2 separate regions of the Mus musculus genome follow, and region 1 is linked to region 2. A link is a contact called in public promoter capture Hi-C data. All regions are on one chromosome and are shown on one strand. The core of a region is the stretch at or near the end of the contact, and the rest is flanking DNA. Distances in the headings are between cores, read along the strand shown. Region 1 holds the start of Foxq1 (forkhead box Q1). Region 2 has its middle 51 kb from the start of Gm23351.

Evidence for each region. Promoter capture Hi-C pulls out the DNA fragments that hold promoters and counts their contacts.
Region 1: a contact with region 2 is called in a promoter capture Hi-C map of liver, with 2.4 times the contacts expected there. The contact joins the promoter of Foxq1 here to the enhancer-like site in region 2. A contact is called at or near these places in 3 of 39 promoter capture datasets (hippocampal neurons and liver), 17 of 484 Hi-C or Micro-C datasets (the AML12 cell line, CD8 T cells, Sertoli cells and 9 more), 9 of 115 datasets of contacts at active chromatin or transcription factors (differentiating embryonic stem cells, embryonic stem cells, extraembryonic endoderm stem cells and 6 more) and 3 of 9 other capture datasets (adipose tissue, liver and pancreatic islet).

What each region holds. Positions count from the first base shown.
Region 1 is chr13:31,555,659-31,559,817 of GRCm38.p6, reverse strand. Foxq1 (forkhead box Q1) reads right to left here and starts at 1,648. Exons shown (of 1, transcript NM_008239.4): 1 at 1-1,648. The coding sequence starts at 901.
Region 2 is chr13:31,475,684-31,480,319 of GRCm38.p6, reverse strand. No RefSeq gene overlaps it. Among named protein-coding and RNA genes, the nearest start is that of Gm23351, 51 kb to the right of the region's middle. Within about 2 kb of position 2,974, at least 30 of the 459 cell types and tissues checked have an H3K27ac peak or open chromatin away from gene starts, as enhancers often do. A contact at or near this core is called in hepatocytes, hippocampal neurons and liver, where this site is marked.

The sequences.
Region 1 (4,159 bases), core at 399-2,898, 81 kb before region 2:
GCGGGCAGGGAGCGGCGCCCCAGGGTAGCTGCACCCCCAGAGCCGAGTCGCCGTCGCGGCGGCTGCGAAAAGGCTTGCTGAGAATGCTGTCGATGGCGAAGGAGCTGGAGAACTTGCTCGCAGGGCTGGAGCGCTCCTCCTGGCGAGCCGGCGAGCGCGCGATCGGGGAGGAGCGGGCGGCGGGCGCGGGCTGCGGGGTCCCGGCAGGTCCGGGTGGGGCTTCCTCCGGCCGCAGCCCGGACGCGGAGACTGTGGTCCGGTGGCTGAGGCGCTTGCGGCGGCGGCGGAAGACCCCGTCGGCGAAGGTGTATTCGCTGTTGGGGTTGAGCATCCAGTAGTTGTCCTTGCCCCAGGGCCGCGAGGGGTCGCGCAGCACCTTGACGAAACAGTCGTTGAGCGAGAGGTTGTGGCGCACGGAGTTGCGCCAGCCCGTGTAGCTGCCCCGGAAAAAGGGGAACTTGCCCATGAGGTACTCGTTGATCTCGGCCAGTGTCAGGCGTCCGCCCGCGGAGTCGCGGATGGCCATGGCGATGAGAGCGATGTAGGAGTATGGGGGCTTGGGCCGCCGCGTGTACGGCTTGCTGCGCGCGCCCTCGCCGCCGCCCACGCCGCCCGCGCACGGCCCTGCCGCGGAGGCCTGCGTTCTGCTGTCATCAGTTGCCTCCGGACCGTCTTGGGCGCTCGGCCCGCCACTCGAATTCCTCTCGCCGCCGCCACCTTCCAGATCCCCGGCGCCGCTGCCCGCCGCCGGGCTGTTGGCTGCACAGTCCCCGTCTGAGCCTAAGGAGTCGTCACCAGCCGCGGACAGTGGAGATGGCACGTCGCTGCTGCCGGCCCCCTCCAGATCGCTGCCCATTTTGTCCCCGTGGGCTGCGCGTGGGACGAACACCTCCAATTTCATGCCGGCGCTGGTGCTTCCAGTCCGGCACAGTTACCCCTTTCCTGCGAGGTCGTAGGAAGCGAGTGGCGCCCGGAGTGGCGATCCCGTGGCCCGCTGAGTCTGTCTTCTCCTGGGAGGGACCGCTCCTGCGTCTTTCCGAGAGAGACGCTTTTCCGAAAGGTTCTCCTCCGCTGGGATTTTTTTTGGGAGGGGTTTTGATTGTTGGGTGAAGTGAGGAGTGGAGTGATAGAAGTTGGTGCAGTGCTGTCCTTACTCCGAGGTTTAGAGACTTTGAGCGGAAGACAAGCGAGGAATGAGGGGCCACCCTGCGAAGCGGGGGCCAGGACACACCAGCCTTAGGATTTCGTGCTGGGAGGACCGAGCCGGCGCTTATGCTATCGGTCTGGGCGTCCAAAAGTGTTCCTTCGCTGGATGTCTAGGTCTCAGGCACCGACCTGACGTCTGCTGGCGCACCCGCTACTTTTGAGGATAGGACGTCTTCAGCCTCGAGAGCCCATAGAAAGGAGTCTTCGAGGCCGCCGCACCCGCAGCCGCCTTGCCACCCCCGGCTTCCCGGGCAGCATGTCCGCGCTGGCCGGCCGCAGCAGAATCTCGCCTCCACCTTCGGTCCGGCCCAATATAACCCTGCGGCGGCTCCGCGCGGGCGGGGCCTGGGCGCCCACGGCCAGGGGGTGGGGGAACTAGGTGGCCGAGGTGGCCGCGGCTCCCCCCAAGGCGTTCATCAGGCCGAGGCCACGCGGCGGCGCGGCCACAGAGTCTCCGCGGGCGCAGGTTGTTTGTTTTGGGTCTGGCCGGCCCCGCCCTTTCGGTCTCGCCAATGGGGAGCGAGCGCACGGCTAGGGTGTGCGCGCGAGTGTGCGCGCCTGTGCGGCTGCCCCGCCCGCCCCGCTGCGCAGGTAGGAGCTTCTGGCTTCCCGCGGCCACCGAGTGGGTTTCTGCGCCCCCCGGACTCACCAAGACGATTGCTCTCCTATACCTGGTAGAGCTGACACTTTTTGGACGCTCCAGAGAGACACCTAAAAGGGCTTAGGCCGAGGGACTGGTTGCATAGGTCTGGCCGCCGTCCTGAGCTGCGCGCTGCGTGCAGCCTGCGGATTTTTTTGGCAAGGAGAGCCAATATTCTTAGGAAAGGAAATCCCTGGTGATAATTGAATCGCTGAACTGCAGACACCCCGTGGAACAGCCTTTGCATTGACCTCTTTCGTGCCCTTCCTCTTACTTCCTCTCTATGGCCAACTTTACCCCTTGTAACAAGTAAAAACCACGAGCTTGAAATTCTATGATTCTTTTTGGTTGATCGTGCCTCTTGTTTCTTAGCCGGCTTCCGACTTTCACTTTTATTTTGTCATACCTGGCTGGAGGCTCTGGGGGGAAGGAGGCAACGCCCCATACTTTTACCGGGAGGCCGCTTTGCAAGAGAGGTGCCCGGCTCTGCCTGCCTTGAGTCCCTTCCGAAGTCTTGTGACGTGGGCTTTGCCCACAGCCATGCAGTGCCCGGGTCTAGCAATCAACAAGAATCACGGGAGGATGTGTGTTCCTTGGGGCATGAGGCAAAGGCAAGGCGTGTTTATCGCTATTTGTCTGCAACTGTGCTCTAGAACTTGCCTTGGCTTTAGTGGCACGGGTGTCAAACAGGAAAGGAGGCCTCTTCTGCAACTCCTCCGACTCCCTGACAACTCTGTGTCAGTTCTCCAAGGAAAGGGGCCTTGCACTAGGAAGGGTGCACTTTTGACCCTATGCCTACCACGCCAGCTTCCTCCTTCTTCCTGCTTTTGTTGCGAATAATGTTGAGGCTGCGACTATGTGGGAGAGCATGTTTGAAGTTTATTTTATTACTTTCCACCATTTGTGTGGAAAGCATACACAAGCTTCTCTTCTCTTAAGTCAAGAAGCCGTAAAGGCGCTCAGAATGCAGTGGGCATCTTGACAGCCAGCAGGAATCTGATGTTTTGTAGTATGCAGGGAGTAACTGTTTACCACGTGGTGCGTTCCTCCAGCCTCGAAAAACAGCCTCTTTCAAGGGGTTCCTCTTAGCTCCTGCCCGCAAATGGATGGTCCCTAGGTCCTGGCCAGGGGAGTGCGTTGGGATGAGAATTAGCCCAGTGCAAGGTGACAAAGCATTGATTTGGCCAGGGATAAAAGACATTGTTAATGAAGGTTGTCCTTATTTGAACTCAGCGTGCCTGTTTTATGGAGGAGATACATTTAGGAGGGTTAAGACTCAATAGGCAATAGGCAATAGGGAGATTCCAGGCCTAGGAACACCAGTGGCTGCTAATCCACTCACTGCCAGTCCACCTCACTGCCAGTCCCGCACTTCATCCGTCACCACCTCTCACTAGCTGCAGCAGATACTCTCCTTACCTTGATCTTGGTTAGGCGAGGAAATGCCTATTCCTCGTCCCTATTAAGCTGACTGTTGGGTTTGGAGCTTGTGATGGGGGAGGAGAGGAGGATGGAGAATTCTCAGCTGGGGTGAGGGTGGGGCAACTCTTTCTACTTTGAGAGTTCTTTGGGAGGTTGGAATGGCTAGGTAAGATACTACCCATGGACCACTACGACGACTTCGGAGAGGAAGACCCCAGGAGGAAAATGGCTGGGTCCAGCTATCTGGGAAGGGGAAGAGGAACCTGGGAACTAGGATACAGACTCCATCAAGATGGAGTCTTGTCTTTATTTCTTGGCTGTATATCCTATTCTTGCCCCATCGATACCATGTGCTGAGAAAAAAGTTTGTCTTAAGTTAAAAATCACAAATAAAACTCTTCTATGCGGTTGCAGTTGATTTGACTGTTTTGAGCTGATGTTTTGTGTCTGGAGAATTCATTCACCTTCTATGGATGATAAAGGAAAACAGCAAGAAGAGAAGAAGAAAGATGTCTGTTTTCCGAATCTCTATCCCCACACCCTTGAGGTTGGGGTTTCCAAGTTTAAAAGAACAGACACCAACTCCTCGTCCCCAATCTCCAGTTTCTTCACAAATTCCCCCCCCCCCCCATTTTTTTTGATGATGTCTCCTTTAGCTTTGTCTTTGGGGATTCTGATAATTGATGGATTGATAAGTGCCTGTGGGTGGTGCCTGACCAAGTAGCTGAGGTTGCGAAAGGCTTACTAGCTACTTCTCTTGCCCTTTAATTTTCAGGGAGATGAGTAGCTGAGCTATGTGGAGGAAACACTCAGATCTCTGTGACCTTCTTTCCTCCCTGAAGTGGGTTTTATGAAGAGAGAAGTGAAGCTGTGGACGGCAACAGAAACTTA
Region 2 (4,636 bases), core at 1,725-4,224:
GGGGAGGACAGGGCTTTTAGCATAGCTTCTCATGAGAACTACTTTAACTCTTTAATGAAGCCCCAACTACACCTTGCCTCTTAAAGGTTCACCTACCTCCCACATCACCATAGTGTGACTTAAGACCTGCTTGACCAACAACAAGTCTTCTGTTTTTAAGTGCTTGCCAATATTTTGCTTAGAAGTATCAGAGCAGTTTTAAATGCAACATGTCTAAAGACAGAGACATGTCTGCTTTTCCTTCTCAGCCCTTTTATTTGCACGAAGAATGGCACATCTTCTAATTTAATAGTTCGAGAGTCTTGACGACAACACTATACCAAAACTGAAAAGATAAGACACTTTGAATCAGCCTTCTGACTTAAAGTGATTTCTCAATCACATTCTTATTAGTGGATCTTGCCACCCATCCACCTACTCATCCATTGTTTCATCCATCTATCTATCCATCCATCCATTCATCCATCTATCCATCCACCCACCTATCCATCCATCCACCCACCTATCCATCCATCCATCCATCCATCCATCCATCCATCCATCCATCCACCCACCTATCCATCCATCCTTCCTTCTATTCACCCACTGATTCATCTATATATCATTCATTTATTCATTCATCTATCCATCCATCCATCCATCCATCCATCCATCTGTCCACCCATCCATCTATCTTCCTACACATATAAAAACTAACCTGCCCATTTCTTTTCTGTGATTTTAATTCAACACTATTGTCATTTTGGACTTGATACTATTTGTTTGGGAAAGTGTCCAGTGTGTTGTCAGATGTTGAACAACACTGTATTCTACTGCCCAATGGGGTATATTAGCACCTCCACCCTTAGTTGTAGCAACCAAAAAATTTTTCAGACACTATGGGTACTTCCTATGGAGCTCACACACCCTTTCCCTCTCAGGAGATTCACTGTTCTATCCTGTTGCCAACACTTCTTCATATAAATTCCATAAAACTGTTGAAGATAGCTATCATTTCATTCTAAATGCTTTATCAATGTATTTCCAAATTAGTCAGTGTTTTATAGGTAACATTATTCAGAATTCTCACTTGAATTTAAAAAATAGTTAAATGAATTGCTAAGCTAAGAACTTCACTATTTTCTGACTAGACGATTCAGTGGTCCTGGAGTTGTGCCCAGAAGAGACTGAAAGGCAGTCTACAGGGTGTCAATCTTTCTGTTTTTCTGCCTCTGACTGTATAGCTCTGTCTCTGTTTCTTTGTTCCTTTTCTGTCTTTGTCTCAGTTTCTTTTTCTACTCTCTCTGTCTCTCTCTCCCACCCCATTCCATCTGTTGATATTTATTTTTCTGTGTCAGCCTCTCTAGAACTGGGATTACAGGTATGTGTCACTGTGCTGAGCTGAGCATTTTTTGCTTTTCCAAGCAATAACTGTAATTCTCTCTTAGGATGCTGTATGTACTTATGGGCCTGGGACACAGTAATTAGCACAATGTGAGAATGTCATACATGTGAGCTCTTATCAGGTCACAGAGGTTGTAGGGCAGGCCCTGGCTGATGTAGGGTGAGATGTTCATGCCCAATTGTTGACCCTCTTCTAACACAAAGGATGCATAGACTCTTCTTTGGCACTTCCTCAGACATTGGCTAAGCTCCTCAAGAGGTGGCTGGCTACCTCTGTACCCTGTGATGAGGTCAGAAAGTGAACATTCTAATGATGAATGAAGTAATTAGAGACCATGGGACTGAATATTTACATAGTTCTGCTGAGGAGTTCATTAGGTGTCACTCTAAAGACTCATGTAATGTACATTTTAGACACAAATGGAACATTCTACTACATGCATGATATGCTCCCATCCAAGTGATATGGTGAGGTTATATATTTGCTTGATACTTTTCTTCTTACAAGCCATTGATTCAGACACTACCTGATTACCTGATACATTTGCTAAACCTACTTTAGAATCAAAACCATACTGGACATATAAGGAGCCCTATGCAGCCTCATAAGGAGGTGGGCTTGCTCAGGAAGCCTGTCTGTTATGTTATGAAACAAACACCCAGATAGCAAACTCTGCATTTGGAACTTCTGTCTTGTCATTTTCTTATTCTCTTTTTGCAGGGCTTGAACTGCCTGCAATACCAACTTCTACACAATGGACTCTTAGGTGTCACAGATGATTCCAACAAAAGGAAGTGCTTTTCTTCATTACTGCACCATGAAGATTGCTTGGGTAGATTTCTACCAAAACAATATTGTGAATGTCTGACATAAATGCAGATGAGGAAAACACCCTGTGACTCCAGGGAGCAGATATTTGAGTGACAGACCAGTATTTTGCTCTCAGCTTATTCTATTATGATGCTAGCATCCAGTCTTGGTCTTTGCATTCGAGTCTGTCTTTAGATACTTCCTAGGATCAGCTGGCTTTGGGAAATGACTTTACTGTCATGGCTGCCTGCTAGCTCTGAAACCTAGTCCCATATCTTGCCAATGATGGAGCCATCCACATCTGCTTGAAGCCATGTGTCTGCAAATTGAAATGCATCTGCTCTCCTCCTTCCCCTTGGAAGCTTTCCTCGTCTGCTCTGCAAGGCACCAGGGAAGCATAAAGTCTATTTTTCACTTAAAAAAAATTAAACAAGGAAGAAAGCTATACCCTGTAAGTCAGTTCCTCTTTGAGAAAGGGCAGAGTTCATCCCATAAGTTTGCAAACATTGATCAGGGAGGGGAATGTGGTCTTAGAAACCAAACTTTCCAGATGGCAAGACAGAAAAAACCAAGAGAGTGGTCAGAAAACTACAAGGAGGTTTGAGCTTAAAATGTCTAGACAGTCACCAGGTCAGAACCCCATGACTTTGCAGATACTGGAAAGACAAGACTGGACCCCTGCTGTTCACAGCTCTCCACACAGCTACAGATAGTACAGGCTGGGAGAGGGGCAGGGCAAGCCCAGGGCAGACAATGGCCCAGGGCTACAGACAAGCAAATGTTTTGATAAGTGGAACAGTTAATAAGTGACAAGGTTATACAACTCAGGCCTAGGGACATTCTGTGCATTCTTGCTCTTTACAGAAAGACAAAACCCAAGTTGGTTTAAGTATCATTCTTATGGGCAAGAAACTATGCTTCCTGTAGGGAGACCATAGCTGTGCTTGTTGCCTGCCTGGCTGCCTGCCTTTCTCTCTGTCTCTTTTATATTTTCATCTATGTCACACCTAGATGACCCAGAGTTACTCTAAACAGGACTATCACCCTACTGTCAGTAATGAATTGAGGTGGAAACATTGTATCTAGGCAGCTGCTTTGCATTTTAGAACAATTAAAAATGATTTTAAAGTGTTCATATTTAATAACTAACAATAAAAAACTATGTGCCATCCCCAATTTGAATCTTGTTTAAATCTCTGTCTGTCCCTGAAGTCAAGAAATCCTTGTCTGCAATACATGGCTGAGGCTGGGGCTCAGATCTGTTAATCTGCTCTTAATCGTACAGCTAGTAGCAGCAGCCAGTCCTTCCCTTAAGTATATGGTCCTCCTTCCTATGCTACACAGACTCTCAGGATGGAGGGCTAAAATACTCTAGGTTGTTTCTAATTTTACATCTACTTTAAGCAGTAGATATGAATGCTATTTGAGATATGTATTTTAAATTATTGAGTTTATTCAGCCACAGGTGATCAGCAACCTGGCTGTGTGGTGAAGCTGCTGACTGTGGAGAGTGCTGAAGCAAGCCCTTTCTGTTACTTCGTAGGGTGATGTGTCATCGGGGTGTCACCTGGGCAAAAGGAACCATTGCTTACAGATGTCACTGCTACCTCAAATAGTATGCAGATGTATTTGTATATTGCCTTAACCAAGACCTGCGTAGCTGTAGGCCATTTGTTCAAGTGGGGAAGCAGCACTCTTAGATGGCATTCTACGGTGCTGACCCACACAGATATAGAAGGGTCGAGGAATCAGAAGCAACCAGGGAGTCATGATCGTCCCACACAAGGTCCATATCGCCATTGCATGTATAAGCTTGCTTTCTCTGGGCTCCTGGGATTGCCTAGACACCTGTATGTAGTGTATATTCAAAAAGTCTGCAGGCTCATAGCTTCCTTCCAGCCCTACCTGAATATTTATTTATTTATTTATTTATTTATTTATTTATTTATGCCTGCTAAGGGCCCTAGGTTGCCCCTCTGTGGATTTGGTCTAGTAGGAGTTCAAAGAAGTTGGCGCTGTTGAGGAAGGCAGAGCTTAGAATGAGAACCTACTTTCTCTGAACAGAGCTAAGCAGGCTGCATCCTTCATCCACTGGTCTCAGTTCTTGGAGGCCTGCCCAGAGTCTGGCAGCCAGTGACACTTCCCGCCCATGCCTTTCCGTTCCATAGGCTCAGAGCTCTATGCTCCAGAACCCTGGAATCCTAACTAGGAAAATAGCCCTGGTGAGGCTGGCCTCTCTAAACTCCTTTGTGCTGCCCTTTACCTGCAGCAACTGTGGGATGGGTACATAGTTGGCGAGTTAGAGACAGTCATCCCAAATTGTGTCTTACCGCATGCCTGAATTCTTAAGGCTGGGACACATGGCAAGTTTGCAGACAGCTCAGGGTAGAACATGGGGCGGGGGGGAGGGGAGGACTAACTCTAGCTTCAACTCAAGTATGG